2 separate regions of the Mus musculus genome follow, and region 2 is linked to region 1. Evidence: chromatin contacts called from public HiChIP or PLAC-seq data. All regions are on one chromosome and are shown on one strand. The core of a region is the stretch at or near the end of the contact, and the rest is flanking DNA. Distances in the headings are between cores, read along the strand shown. Region 1 overlaps Gm37896 (a long non-coding RNA gene). Region 2 overlaps Esrrg (estrogen-related receptor gamma).

What was found. HiChIP or PLAC-seq counts read pairs in DNA pulled down with a chosen protein or histone mark.
Region 2: an H3K4me3 HiChIP or PLAC-seq map of the SCID.adh cell line shows a contact between it and region 1, with 8 read pairs. The contact joins two enhancer-like sites.

What each region holds. Positions count from the first base shown.
Region 1 is chr1:187,460,789-187,467,831 of GRCm38.p6, forward strand. It overlaps Gm37896 (a long non-coding RNA gene), which reads left to right. Exons shown (of 3, transcript XR_865841.3): 2 at 1-869; 3 at 1,804-1,993. Among named protein-coding and RNA genes, the nearest start is that of Gm37896, 16 kb to the left of the region's middle. Within about 2 kb of position 3,438, at least 1 of the 459 cell types and tissues checked has an H3K27ac peak or open chromatin away from gene starts, as enhancers often do. A contact at or near this core is called in the SCID.adh cell line, where this site is marked.
Region 2 is chr1:188,049,649-188,056,691 of GRCm38.p6, forward strand. The region is part of intron 2 of Esrrg (estrogen-related receptor gamma); the gene reads left to right. Among named protein-coding and RNA genes, the nearest start is that of Gm51738, 35 kb to the left of the region's middle. Within about 2 kb of position 3,268, at least 5 of the 459 cell types and tissues checked have an H3K27ac peak or open chromatin away from gene starts, as enhancers often do. A contact at or near this core is called in the SCID.adh cell line, where this site is marked.

The DNA of each region.
Region 1 (7,043 bases), core at 2,188-4,687:
AAAAATCCAGAGTGCTGTTTATTTTTTTCAAAATAATATTTGATGGACCTGCAGATAATGAACAATTCTATCAGTTTGCTTCTCTTTCTGTGATGGAACGCATCCAAATAAGAATTTTACTAGAATCTTCATTTCCCGTCTTTCCAGTTTCTTCTTTTAGAGTTAAATTCAGGGAGTGTGGTAAGGCTTGGCCTTACCCTCTGGGGTACTCATTTTAATGTCCTTCTTATCTCATCTGTGGCCCTTTCTCTTCCTCACGGCCACACGTACATGAGCAGATGTCTTGCTTGGTCTTTAGCAACACCCAGCTCACCCAACCCTCAAGGAGAGGAAGCAGGTCCCACTGCAAGTCCAAATACTCCCTGTGGCTGCCACACTCTGCCTTCGTCTGGGTTGAGCTCCTCTCCTTTAATGACTTCCTTGGCTATTTGGCCTACTCTCTTAAAACTAGATATTTAAAGATTGTTACAATCCAAACTAGACATGGGGCTGAACTCCGAAGAAAGTATAAGCACAATAATTTGTTTCCTTTTTCTGATTTTACAGTATTTTCCCCCATCAGTCCCTGTGCTCCCATTCACTGGCCTTGGTGTAGTCAGAGAGGAAGAGAACCTAAAAGTAGGCCTCTTTTCAGAATTCAGTGGAAGGTGAGCCAGTGGTATGATCGGGACCCCCCCCCCCCCTTTCTGGGTCTGTCTGTCTGTATCTGTCTCTTTTGCCTCCACTCCCCATGATCTGCTGTATCTTCAGAGACTTTTATGACCTCAGCCTTTGAAGAGGAGAGCTGCATCCAGGGATAGCTGGCCACTGCTCTCTGAGCCACAGCACCATGCTACCATGCTACCATCCTCTGTTATTCCCAGACCAAGGTAAGAAAAGAGTTGGTGGAAAGTATGAGCTTGATCTCAAGGCCCCATAGGAAATTCTTCCTAAGAATGTAGACTGAGTTCCCTTTGTGTCTAGCAGAACAAGAAGAATACTCTAGCCATTTGTCTAAGAATAATATTATTTTAAATATTATATTCTCCAAACCCGCCTATGGTCTAGGCCTCTGTTATCCCTTCTCTTGGCTTATGCTACCCCCCCCCCCTTTATAAACTCCCCAGTGCCTATGACAGAGAAAGCAGCACAGCTCACTGCTGTTTATCGTTTCTGTTTTCCTTCTCCTAGAACTACTTTATGATAGTATACACAAGGATTTCCACAACCTTATTAATATAACATTTATTGTTAGTCCCTTGAGCCACCACAGAGGCATAAATTATCTGCTTGCAGGGTTTATTCTCACCTTCCCTGACTCAGATTCTCAACACCCTGCCTAACACTTACAAAAGAAAAATTGCTTTTTTTTTTTTTTTCAAATTAAATCCTGAGATGGAAGGAAGGAATAGTGGACAAAGAGGTTATTGGTAATCCATGAAAACTTTTCCATGAAAACTTCTGGCATATTCATCCTGTGTTCCACTTTTAAGTTTCTCATGAAGTTTCTTAAAACACAGACTTTAATTAAAGTGAAAAGTTCAGGAGACCAGCTGTCTACTTTCACGTGGTCTTTTGAGAAATATTTGGCCTACAAATATATGTGGCACATAATGTTTTAAGATTGAGTTACTCATTTATGGAATAAAATAATTTTTAATATTAACACTGTCCATTCGGGGAGGCAATTGATATGTGAGTTAAAAGGCCTTATCTATGAGGGACCCTGCCTTAAAATAGCAACAAAAATATTTTTTCCAGGTGTATCCTGAAGATACTAATAGGATTTATGTATTACTTAAACAATGTTATTCTTCTCAAAAGAATATACCAGATAGAAGAAGGAGAAGAAGGAGAAGAAGGAGAAGAAGGAGAAGGAGAAGGAGAAGGAGAAGGAACAAAGAAACAAAGAAAGCAGAATTGGAAGATTTCACTTAGAAATATGTTGTTGGCTTAAATTGGAAAAACTCAAACTCCAAAGACAGATGTTGAATTAAAAATTTTTTTCCGATTAGTACCGATTCTGCACTATTTGAAATTAGTTATTCACCTAACCAATGCTCTTGGCTCCAGCCCTAGGATCAGAATTTGAATTTGCTCTAAGCATGTGCAGTTCCACAGATCCAGGTATGGATGTCAGACAAGCTTCAGCTTAGCTCTTCCCTTCTTATGGTGCGATCAAGCATTTAGTCTCTTGAAACGTTCAACTAGTGGGCAGAGAGATGCCTCACGGGTAATGTGTTGCTGTGCAGTGTGAAGACCTGGGGTCAGAGCTTGTGTAGATCAGGATGAGTCACTATGCCTCTGCAATCCAGGCTACACACATGCACACACACATGCACATGCACACACCAACCAGTACAAAGCCAAGAAAGCAACGATATTTATTAGGTATAAGCATGCCTGAGTAGCCTGTGGTGTGGCAACTGTTAGTTGCTTCTGAAGGACAGGAACATTCTTGTGTGTGTGTCAGGTAACCTTGGCCACACACCTCGGTCCTCCAAAGATCCACATCATGTCACAACTAAGTGTTGGCAGTAATTTCTTGCACCTCACAGGACCAGAATCAAACCTATGTAAGTTTGATAAAACATCAGAGACACCATAACTCATGTCCTGTTGCTCCAAGGAAGGAACTTACTATTTCTGCTTTGCAAAAGATGTTGTCTTTGGTTTCTGCAGACATTTTTTTCCCCCTGAGACAGGGTTTCTCTGTATATCCCAGGCAATCCTGGAACTCACTCTGTAGACCAGGCTGGCCTTGAACTCAGAAATCCACCTGCCTCTGCCTCCCAAGTGCAAGAATTGAAGGCATGCGCCAACTCTGCCCCGGTTCTCCAGCCCTTTTAAAGAATGAGTTATATTACTTTGTTACATGCTCTACAATCCAGAAGATGCCCCGCCACACTTACTTCCTTTTCATCTTAATTATTCTGCTTCTGCTTTAATCTGATTGTGTTGGTTGTTTCATTTTCTCCTTGCTATGGTTTGAATGTTGAAATGTCTCACACAGAGTCAGGGAGCGATGGCTCAGTGAGTAAAGGGACTTGCATGTGGGTCTGATAAGTCTTCAGTCTGGATCCCAGAAGGAGACAGGAGAGAAGCTGTTCCAGAGAGTTGTACTTCGACCTTTCCATGCAGTCTGCCCCCTTCCTGGTAAATAGATAGATAGATAGATAGATAGATAGATAGATAGATAGATAGATAAATAAAACTTGCACTATCCCACAGTACTTGTCTCACGTACTTGTCCATAGCTGGTAGCAGTTTGGGAAGCTATAGACCTCTGAGAAGTGAAGTCTCACAGGAGGAAGAGAGTCACTGGGGATAGAGTTGAGGTTTTTAGGCCAGCCCAGATCCCTGTCTACTTTCTTCTTCTTCATTCCCCAAGATGTGAGCAAGCAACCTCAGGGTTCTGCTGCCTCAGGTGGGAGCCACTCCTGCTGCTGTGCTTTCCCCATCATGGTGGACTATACCCTCAAACTGTGAGACAAAAACCTAAACTAAACCAAAAATAAAACTACCGAAAAACCGAAAAACTCTTCTTCCCTTGACTTTCAACTTGTTAGATGTTAGGTCATGGCAGGCAACAAGAACAGAACCTGACACAGTCCTCCTTTTGAAGATATTTAAGATAATCAGTCCACCCCAAGAATTACCTGACAGATCTAGATGGAGTTCTAACATGGCAAGAAGTATGAGAAATGGCTGACTTTGTAATGACCATTGACATGGAATGACCATTGCTCATTACATGCTAGCAAATATCAAAGGCCCCAGACATTGGATGGGTTGGTAACATTTACCCAGCTTACAAAGGACAGAATGAAGACCCACACAGAACAGATCAGTCCTTGAGTTTCACTTTGCCCGAATTGGCCTACCTTACTGCCTCTAATCAATCAATCTTTCAAATTTCCTCACTGTCATTTCCATGTCTACAACTTCAAGGAGCCCACATGAGTGAAGTAACAGGATTGTGCCAGAGTGTCTTCCCACTTCCAAGAAGCATTCAGATAGGAAGCCAAGTGTTCCTGAGAATTCTTTTCTACACATCTCCACAAAGTTGTTACTGGGAAAGGGCCATAACTAGCATACACATCTCAATTTCCCTAGTTAACAACAGCTTGGGAATGGGCAGTAACCTGAGTGCTTTGCATACATAAAGCCTTAGATTTGATCTCTAGAATTGCATGCCTGTAATCCCAGCTTTTGGGAGGTGGAGGCTGGAAGATATCGAGGTCAGAGCCATCCTCAGCTACACAGTTCAAGGCCAGCCTGGGCTACATGAGACCCTGTTTCAAAAATAAACAACACCCCCCCCCAAAGAAAACTAAGTTAATTAGAATATGATTAATAACAATTACTATAATTGTTTAATAAGTTACTTAATTCAACATATATTAATACAGTTACTTAAGTTAATTAGCATATGGCTATAAGTAGCAGATACAGATTTTAGTTGGGTGTACCTTATGAAGCATTATTTTTTTCAGCATAGTATTTTTATTGATTCTTTGGGAATTGCATATCATACTTCTTGATTACACTCACTTCCCAGTCCTTCCATGACCCCTCTCCATCTTTGTGATCCCCCAAGCCCCAAAGTTCAATTTGTGTTATTTATATACTCACCGGAGCATGGTCAAACTCTCAGTGTCTGCCCCTCAAATAGAGCAGAGTTCCCTTCCTGTGTCTCACACCCAGAAGCCAATCATTGTGGTGAGCTACACTTCAGCATCCCTATCACACCCCTATCCCTACTCTTTTTTGGTGGCTTCCTGCCTAGGCTATTACTTTTGGGGGAGGTAGGTGTTGCCACAGAAGCCTTCCATGATCCTCCCTCCTAACTGTGCATCTGCAGTCATGTGTATCACAGCAAACATGGTCTGTACTGCAGCACAGTTAGCGGGAGCACGGGTCATGGGCTTTCACATGGCTTCTGGCTGCAGCACAGACCACGGACATCCTCATGGCCTCTGGTGGTGACATGGGCTGCACATCAACACAGATCCCAGCTTCAATTGGACCACAGACCCAGGACCACAGACCCAGACATGGTCATTGTTCTGGGTCTGAGCGTGTGTCTGCATAAGCTCTCAGGTCCTGCACACTGCCCCCGCCAACCACACAGGGCAGATCACCTCAGCCCTCGCTCACACCTGACACCATGATCATGTCTCTGGCTCCACCTCTCTCTCTCCACAGCACATGCACAGCTCCACTCTTCCATTTTCCACTCTCCTCACACATTCGTTCTTGAGTGGTTTCTGCCAGGCACAATCCCCTGCATCTCCTGCCCATGTGAGCGAAAGGTGGGATCCCGGTCACCCTGGATAGCTTCCAAGTGTTCTTAGATACTAGTTATTTATCACTTATGTGATTTGAAAATATTTTCTCTCTTTCTCAGTCTGGGGCTTACCTTTTTATTTTTCTTAACTGGTCTTTCAGTAGAAGTTTTACTTTTTAAGGGGTCAATTTAGATTTTTTCTTCTGTTGTGGATTATGATTTTTGATTTAGATTTTTAAATTCAACACACAACCAATCTATATTTGTCCGTATGTTATCAGCTATTTTATACCTTCATATTGTATTTATGTCTATCATACTGAGTTGATTTAAAAAATATTGTATTAGTCTATGTTCAGAATCCTAATAATAGTTATTAATATTATCACCACGGTTATTGTTCTGCACGTGAATGTCCAGCTCTTCCTGCCCCACTTATTATTTCTCCACTCTACGACCTTTCTCCTCTGTCAAGGAAAAGGTGCAGCTCTCACGCTTATTCCCAGGGTCTCTCCCCGCTGGCCGCTCTCTCTTCTTTCATCCACACCACACCGTCTTTATTAGTTTTATAGTAAGATCCGGGTCTGATGGTGTCAACCTTCTAACGTTTCTTTCATCATTTAATATCATAGGGACCACTTTGAGTCTTACCACCGTCTCTATACACTTTAAAAATCAATTTGTCAAAATCCACAAAATAACTTCCTATAGCTTCACTCGGGACCACACAGACCCCCTCAGTCAGACCGGAATGCATCAGTATTCGGACAGCGCCCTCACTCATACATATGCGCGCTCTCTCTCTCTTTTTCTCTCTCTCTCTCTCTCTCTCTCTCTCTCTCTCGTTCTTTAGTTGTCTGAATTTTCATGTTTGTAGTTATCTTCAGATAGATCTTACATATGTGTTGTTAGAGTCAGCCATTTGTTTGTTTGTTTGTGCCCTTTATATGTTAATATGCATGGTATTGTTTGTCATTTAAATGTCTATTCTTTGTGGGGGCCAATTAAGAAAGCAATTGAACTCTCTATGTCAGATACAGATTTTAATGTTTAGGTTCGTAATTGACTAAAGCTAAATCAAAGGATACGGGTGAAATCATGACTGATGTTACATAGTGGGTGGACACACTCTTGCCTAATCGCAGTAGACAAAGTTGAGCATTGATGTGCATTTTGTGGACTGTTTCAGGAATATTGCTATAGGGAGGAAATCAGGATGTGTCCTGAGATGACAAAGAAAGACTAAAGAGAGGAGCAGAGCTGGCGTCACCATCAGAGTAGCCACTCTTCTCATGGGCCTGAATGTCTAGGCACACGACCTACGCAGAGCTGTTCAGGGAGACACAATGCTTAGCAACCGAAATCCCCCCAACACTCTATACCAATGATTCCAACTAAAAAATACTTCACACTTTTAAATGGGAAGGGCTGGAGATGACATGGTTCAGTAGTTAAGAACACTGGCTGTTCTTCCAGAGGTCAGAGGACCTGGGTTCAATTCCCATCATCCACATGGTGATTAACTACCCTGTTAATCACCTATTTGACACCCTCTTCTGGCTTCTACAGGCACAAAGCACACTTGGTACAAAGACATATATGCAGGCAAAACATCCACATTACATCTACACACACACACACACACACACGAGTTAAAAGTAGCCTCTATGAGTAATTTGTTACATATGTGTCTGTGTATCCTGTAGATCATGAGTATTAAGCCTCTTTAAAGTCAGTCTTTCTCATGGGGTCTGGAGAGATGACTCAGCAGTGA
Region 2 (7,043 bases), core at 2,018-4,517, 590 kb after region 1:
TGTGTGATAATCAGCTTGGAGGCAGAATTGAAGGCAGAAGTAATATTTCAACAGAATTGCTGCCTATAATTCATTTGCTTTAACTTAGAACTTGAACTAGTTTTTGTGGTAAGTTTAATTGGCTTTTCCACTTTTTCTTGCAGTTGATTCTAATTCTGGCTAATCTGTTTCGAATTGCATTAATGTTGCAAATTCTAAATTACACATTCCATCTCATGCCTACCTTATCCCTTGCCGGTCCTGGGTTTCTTTTCTTAGTAAAAGTATTGTGGACTTTCCATACGGGTGGGAAGTTTGCCCTTCTCCCTCTTTGACTCAGAGATCCAGCAGGTACAAGTTCATTTCCCAGGGTTTGCCCGGACTCTCAGGGAAGCTGTTCTCTTGCTTGGGCTGTTGAAGGACATTGGTCAGCGGACTTCTGCAAGTAAACGGCCAGACAGTTGAAGTTACATTGCTTAGAATGTGAGCTTCCTGGGAGTGTGTGGGAAGGACATCTTCTCTGCCCTGCACTGCACTGACTGCTTTGCTTTCCTTGTTTAGCTGTGTGTTTTGTTTTGTTTTGTTTTGTTTTGTTTTGTTTTGTTTTGTTTTGTTTTAAAGTAAAAGTACTTCAAGCCTGAATCATAATAGCACAAGGGCAAGGCTCCATTGGACTTCCTGGCCATAGTTGGGCTACATTCTATCTAGACCCAAACTCGGCTGCTGGCAACTGTGTAGATAGGCTGCATTAAGCTATAAGGTTCATACTGGAGGATTTCCTAACCAGCTTGTGTATGTGTCCTTTATTTAAAGAGATGTTAAGCTCACAGTGTTGATGGTTTTCGAAATCATCACACCAGGTTTGTGAGCATTTTTACTTTCTCCAGAATCAGACTTTTTTAGTATCTCCTTTGTTTATGTGTTTTTCTTTCTGGTTTAGCCCTGCATGGGCTTTTCACCTATGAGCATTATGACACAAGTAGGTGTGTACATATGTCTGTGTATACATACATGTGCATGTTTGAATATGTATGTATATGTATATGTGCACCTATGTTTATATGTACATATACATAAATAAATGTGTGAACATATAGGTACATGTCTATGCATACATACATACATGTGTATATGTGCACATATGTGTCTCTGTGTATATGTACAGGTACATATATCTGTATATATACATGTATATGTTCCCATTTGTGTTTGTGTGCATATATACATGCATATGTGTGATGGTGTATACGAGTTTGGTTACATGTAAGCATATGTATGTGCAGACGATAGTGAAGCAGAATCAGTGCAAATTAAGATAAAGTAATTAATGCTTGATTTAAAATGTTGGCTTTTTGGATTATGTAAAGCCACGGTGCTGATTCTCAGAGATTAGGTTGCAATCTTCTCACTGTGTAGCTCCGGCTGGCCTCAAACTCTCCGTGCTCATGCCTCAGCCTCCTGAGTGTAAGCAGTACAACAGCACTATGCCCCATGCATGGTCAGCTTGATCCTCCTGAGTGTAAGCAGTACAACAGCACTATGCCCCATGCATGGTCAGCTTGATCCTCCTGAGTGTAAGCAGTACAACAGCACTATGCCCCATGCGTGGTCAGCTTGATTAGGGCTGGCAAATAAAAACTCAAAGATCCTTACTGTGTTTTTTCCTCTCTGGTTTTACAATAGAAACCCCCCATCCAGAGGCAGGAACACATAGTATTGTCTGTGTGTATTTTAGGAATATGGTATACACACTGCAGTGCTGAAAGGCACTTGAATGTGTGTATCATTGTGATGCCTAGTTTTCAGAGCGTCTGCTCCAGTTGGGAGTCAGTTGATCAGAACTCCGTTGTGTGGGGTGTGAGGGATTCAGAGAGGGACTTCTAAAAATCACGAGTGACACATTTACTTCATTCTGTGGTATTAGTGACTGAACCCAAGGGTCTTGGCCCTTTGGAGGCAAATGTAAGATGAGCTACACTCCCAGCTGCCTTGAAACTCCTAGTACCTCATTTAATGGCCGGCTGTACACACACTGTGAAATTATGCAAGCGGAATTAACCTTCTGAGTAATCTCTCTGCAGCGTATCCAGGCCCATGTTCCACCACTGTGTCACTTCAGAGTGTTTAGGGAGAAATGAGAAGATAGAATGTGATACCCCCTGTATTATTATTTTATTTTTCAGTTATCGTAGAGTAAGGAAGTATATAGTTCAGTGGTAGAGCAGTTCCCTGTGATACACAACGTCACACCTCCCGTCCCCAGCACTAACATGAGCAATGATACACGACGTCACACCTCCGTCCCCAGCACTAACATGAGCAATGATACACGACGTCACACCTCCGTCCCCAGCACTAACATGAGCAATCATGTGAAGGGCTTTGGCTGGGACTCATTTGGCATTCATGATCTTCTGGGCACCACACAGAATCCAGGCATCGAGGCACATGCATTGTAACCCTAGCACTCTGAAGGTGGAGGCAGGAGGATCAGAAGTTCCTCGCCCGTGCAGCGATGATCAGGCCAGCCTGGGATATGTCAGACTTTGTCTCCAAAACAAAAGCACTGTACCATAATTGCAGCAACACCGGCACAGTAGCCATAACTTAAAAATAATAATAATAATATGGCTTTTAGTCATGCCTAAAAGCGTGCTGCATACTTTGTATTGTAAATGAGACTCTAATATAGGTAAATGGAAGCACTCTCTCTATTAGTGCCCTTGAAACAGGGCCTATGTTACTGAACCTAGAAAAAAAATAAAGCTGTCACTAGTAATAAATTATCTTTACATATGCATATGGGCTCTGGGAATCAAACCCAGGTCCTCCATAAAAACAGCACAGGCTCTTAACCGCTGAGCTGGCTGTCCCTCCGGCCTTTTTTATTTATGTTTTTGTTGTTAAATATGTACAAATGTGCATCCGCAGCACTCTCATTCATTCTTGTGAACTTTCTTTAACCAAATCTCTGGTTAGAAACTCTGATCAAGTTCTGGGCCTGGAGCTACCAGGCGATTTGTTTCCTTCCCTAACCCTATCTTCTTCCATGCCCTGCCTGTGAGACTCTCTCCCTGGGAGGAAGCAGCCGTTCTCTTTCTCGTTTATGCTAAAGCTCCTCCAGAGCTCTGCTACTTTAGCCTGGTGCAGCCCCACCTGACTCCAACTCTCAGGGACTTCGTGGCTCACTTCAATCCTGGCCAGTTTGCCAAGTAGAATTTTTGTCCTGGTATTAGGCTTTCTCAGGGAGTGAGGTGATCTGATACTTTGCCTGCAGTTGAGTGGACTTTCCCCTAGCATCTGCCGCTGTAATCAGTATTATCTGGTGATAGTGGTGGCTGCTGAGGCTGAGTTGATTGTTTGATTACTTGATAAACTCAAACAAAGGAACCAGTACCTTTGTTGACAAGGGGAGAGCTCTCCTTGACCTCCCTTGATTAGAAAACAAGTCTTTTTAAAAATGTATTATCATTGGGTTCTTTGAGGCAAAATTTCACACCTAGCCTGATTTTGAACTTGCAGAAATCCCTCTGCCTCAACGCTCAGCCTCCTGAGAAGTTTATAGGCACATTATTTCCAGAGTTTTTTTGTTTGTTTGTCTTCGTTTTTAAGACAAAGGTTTGCTGAGTAGCTTTGAACTTGTAGCGATATCTCCGTCCCCACCAGAGCCTGCTTGACTCGTCCTAACTAATTAGACCTCTGAGAAGAAGCTTCAGCACACATTAAGTGCTGTAGGGTAAAGCTTTATGCTCTGTAGCTTGAAGACGCTTGCTTTTCTAGAATGACACAATTCTTTCTTCCACAAAGCCAAACTTAGCTATAGATAAGTGGAGTTGGAGCAGATTAGAGTGTCCACTAGAAGGAAAGAGAAAGAATTCATGGGAATAGGGTTGTCAGGTGCTCCGGCTGGTTGGGGTGACTTTCTGGTGATCAATGAAAAGATTTGGGTTAATGCGAGTCTGGAGACCCAGAAGAAAGCAAACATACTCTGTTAAAAGTTCAAGTCCAGGGCTGAGGGCATGGCTCAGTGGTGGAATTCTTTCCTCCTAAATGTGAGATCTTGAGTTTTATCCTGAGCACAGTCAGTCAATAGGTCAATCAATTGACCAATCAATCACACTAATCAATCAATCAATCAATCAATCAATCAATTGGAAACAGATACATTTTGGAGCATAGGGAGGGTTGTTCTCCTTCCTTGGTAGAGCCTAGAGTCACAGAAAAGTCTTCTGATTTATTACTTAATAAACCTAAATAGCTTCTTAGGACTTAAAGGTTATCAGTCACTTTCTTGTGAACTGAATTAATCCATTTTCAGTCATTATGATGGGATACCTAAAGTTCTGGTCACTGGTGTTCACTTAGACATTCTAAAGGCAACATTTGGTGAGGGATTCTGGTGAAGAATTTGGAGCTTACATCCGGGTACATTTGTTTGCTTGGTACTAGAGATTAAATCTGGGCCCTTGGATACTCATGGTTTTCCATGGAGTCCACCCTCATTCTCTAAGATTGTTATTAGTAGATATGATATTGAAACTTAGTTTTAGTTATGGTTAAAAACAGGAGTTTGGAACCTTAGCCACTTTAATTGTACAAAGTGAAGGTGTCAACTGTGTTCATGTGGCCAAGTACAAGATCATTAGAGTTTTAGCTGTGACCCTGGCACTCTCCCTCGACACAACTCCCTTTTCTTCCTGCCCCCAGCCCTGGGCAGCTGCACTCACAGAACCATAACATAATGGATAGCCAGCAGGACCATGCAATATTATTGATTTGGTGCTAAGGAAGGAATGCAGGGCCTTGCAGATGGCAGGCAAGTGTTCTACCCTTGACTAAATCCGAAGCCACAGTGTTTATCTTTTTCTGTGGCTGACACTTCGTCTAAAATCCTCAACGTCCATCCATGGTATGTTGTCGTGTATTCCAGAACATCCTTTTGAAAACTAAATAACAATGCATTGTGTATATGAGACTTAAAAAAACAAAACAAAACAAAACTCCATTCATCTCCTGATGGACATTTAAGATGTATCCACCTTCTGGCTACTTAAGTAATGAGTATGCAGTTGGGTATGCAAATGGCATGTTCTGATCTGAAGGCTGAGACAAGAGGATGCAAATGTTCGATGCCTACCTGGCTGCATAGCTTCTCCCAGGTCACCCTGGGCAAATTAAGCAGATCCTGTACCAAGAAGGAGGATGTAGAATAGTCATAGCACACCTGTCTGACATCTGTAAGACTCTGACTTGATCCCTAATTCCATCCCAACCCCACTTACCCATGTGTTTTTAATTGGTTCGAATATATACCATTGACTGGAATGGCTAACTCAGCTATAACTATTTTTTTTGTGTTTTTTTTTTTTTTTTTTTTTTTGAGGAATAACTTTACTGTTTTCTACGCCACTGTAACCCCTCCTGCCCCCACATCCTCTTGAGTTTTTGTCATCCCTTGTTTTATTTTATTATTTTTTTATTGTCTTTCCTAGTGACTTTGATGTGATTGTTTAAATATTGGTTTTAGGAATTTCCCATGTGCCCTAATCTAAAGTTGGGTTTATTGCTGTTGTCTTATACCTCTTTGGATTTACTCATAGGTAATCACATAAGAACGCAGTCTACCTAGTTTTGTTTGGTTTTCTAAGTTCAGTACAATGCTTTTATACCAGTTGTCAATGGTGTATCCACCGACTTGTAATAGTACTACTATAGTAAAATAAGTTACAGGTGATGACGTGTCACATGACATGGTTGCCAGGAACTTAACTCAGGTCAGGTTCTGCAAGAGCAGAATGTGCTCTTAACTGGAGCCATGTGTCCACTGTTGTCAATACTGAAAATACTAGTTTTTTTACTATGAGCTTATGCTGTTTTAATGACTCTCATAACCTTACTTATCACCCCAGGACAGTACCATCACTATATACTTTTCTGGCTGCAAAAACTGAAGTGTCGGGAACAAGTGGCCCTCAGCAACCAGCACCCATAGTTCTGGCTCTGACTTGTCCATGTTAAAGGTCTTTAAAGCATTGGGTAATTTAAGACTGTATTTTTCTTTGAGAGATTGTAGTCACTGAGCAATTTTTCCCCCATTAAATTGTTAAAATAAAATGAAAGTCTGGAATTAAGAATAGTACAAAAGCTGTGATTAGATAATACGAAGGTTTAGAAAGGAGACAGTCAGGCTTAAGGCTTAAAACTACCCACTTCTTTATCATTCATTCCCAGAAATCCCTCAAGTTTAAAGCAGAGAGCTCAACCCAGCCCTGTCGCCACTGGGCTTTCTGTCTGTCACCTGGCTTGGCTAGACCCAGGCTGACAATGAAATATGTGTCCATGTGTGCTCACTCACACTTGCACAAACATATACAATGCACTCATACACTCACACACAAACATTCTCACACACTTACACACATACACACATGCACACACACAGACAAGCATGTGCGTGCTCACTCACACACACCCTTTAGTTTCCAAGGGAGAGACTGGTTTCACTTTCAGTTTGTTTGGTATTTTAGACAGGGACTTACTCAGGCCCATGCTGGCCTGGAATGTGGCATAATAGCTCCGCCTCAGCCTCTCTAGTACTGGGATTACAGGGCCAAGACTCCAGACTGGATCTCCTCAGGCATTTTGTTGTTGGCTGGTATTTATTGATGTATTTATTGGTATGTGTGTATATGTGTGTCTGTCTGTCTGTGTCTTTGCATGTGTATCTGTTTAGCTGTATGTGGGCATGTGTGTACATGTGTGCCTGTTTGTGCATATGTATGTGTTTCTGTCTGTCTACGTGTGTCTTTGCATATGCGTCTGTCGATACTTGCATGTGTGTATGTCTGGTATGTGTATCTGTGTTTGTGTCTATTTGTGTGTATGTATATGTGGATATGTGCCTCTGTGTGTATGTATGTGTGTCTCTGTGTGTGTGTATGTGCTTAAGCTACATACATATATAGAGGTCAGTAGACAACTTTTAGGAATTGTTTCTCCACAACATGGGAGTTTCTAGGCATGAAACTCAGCTTATCAGGCTTAGCAGCACGACCCTCCCACTG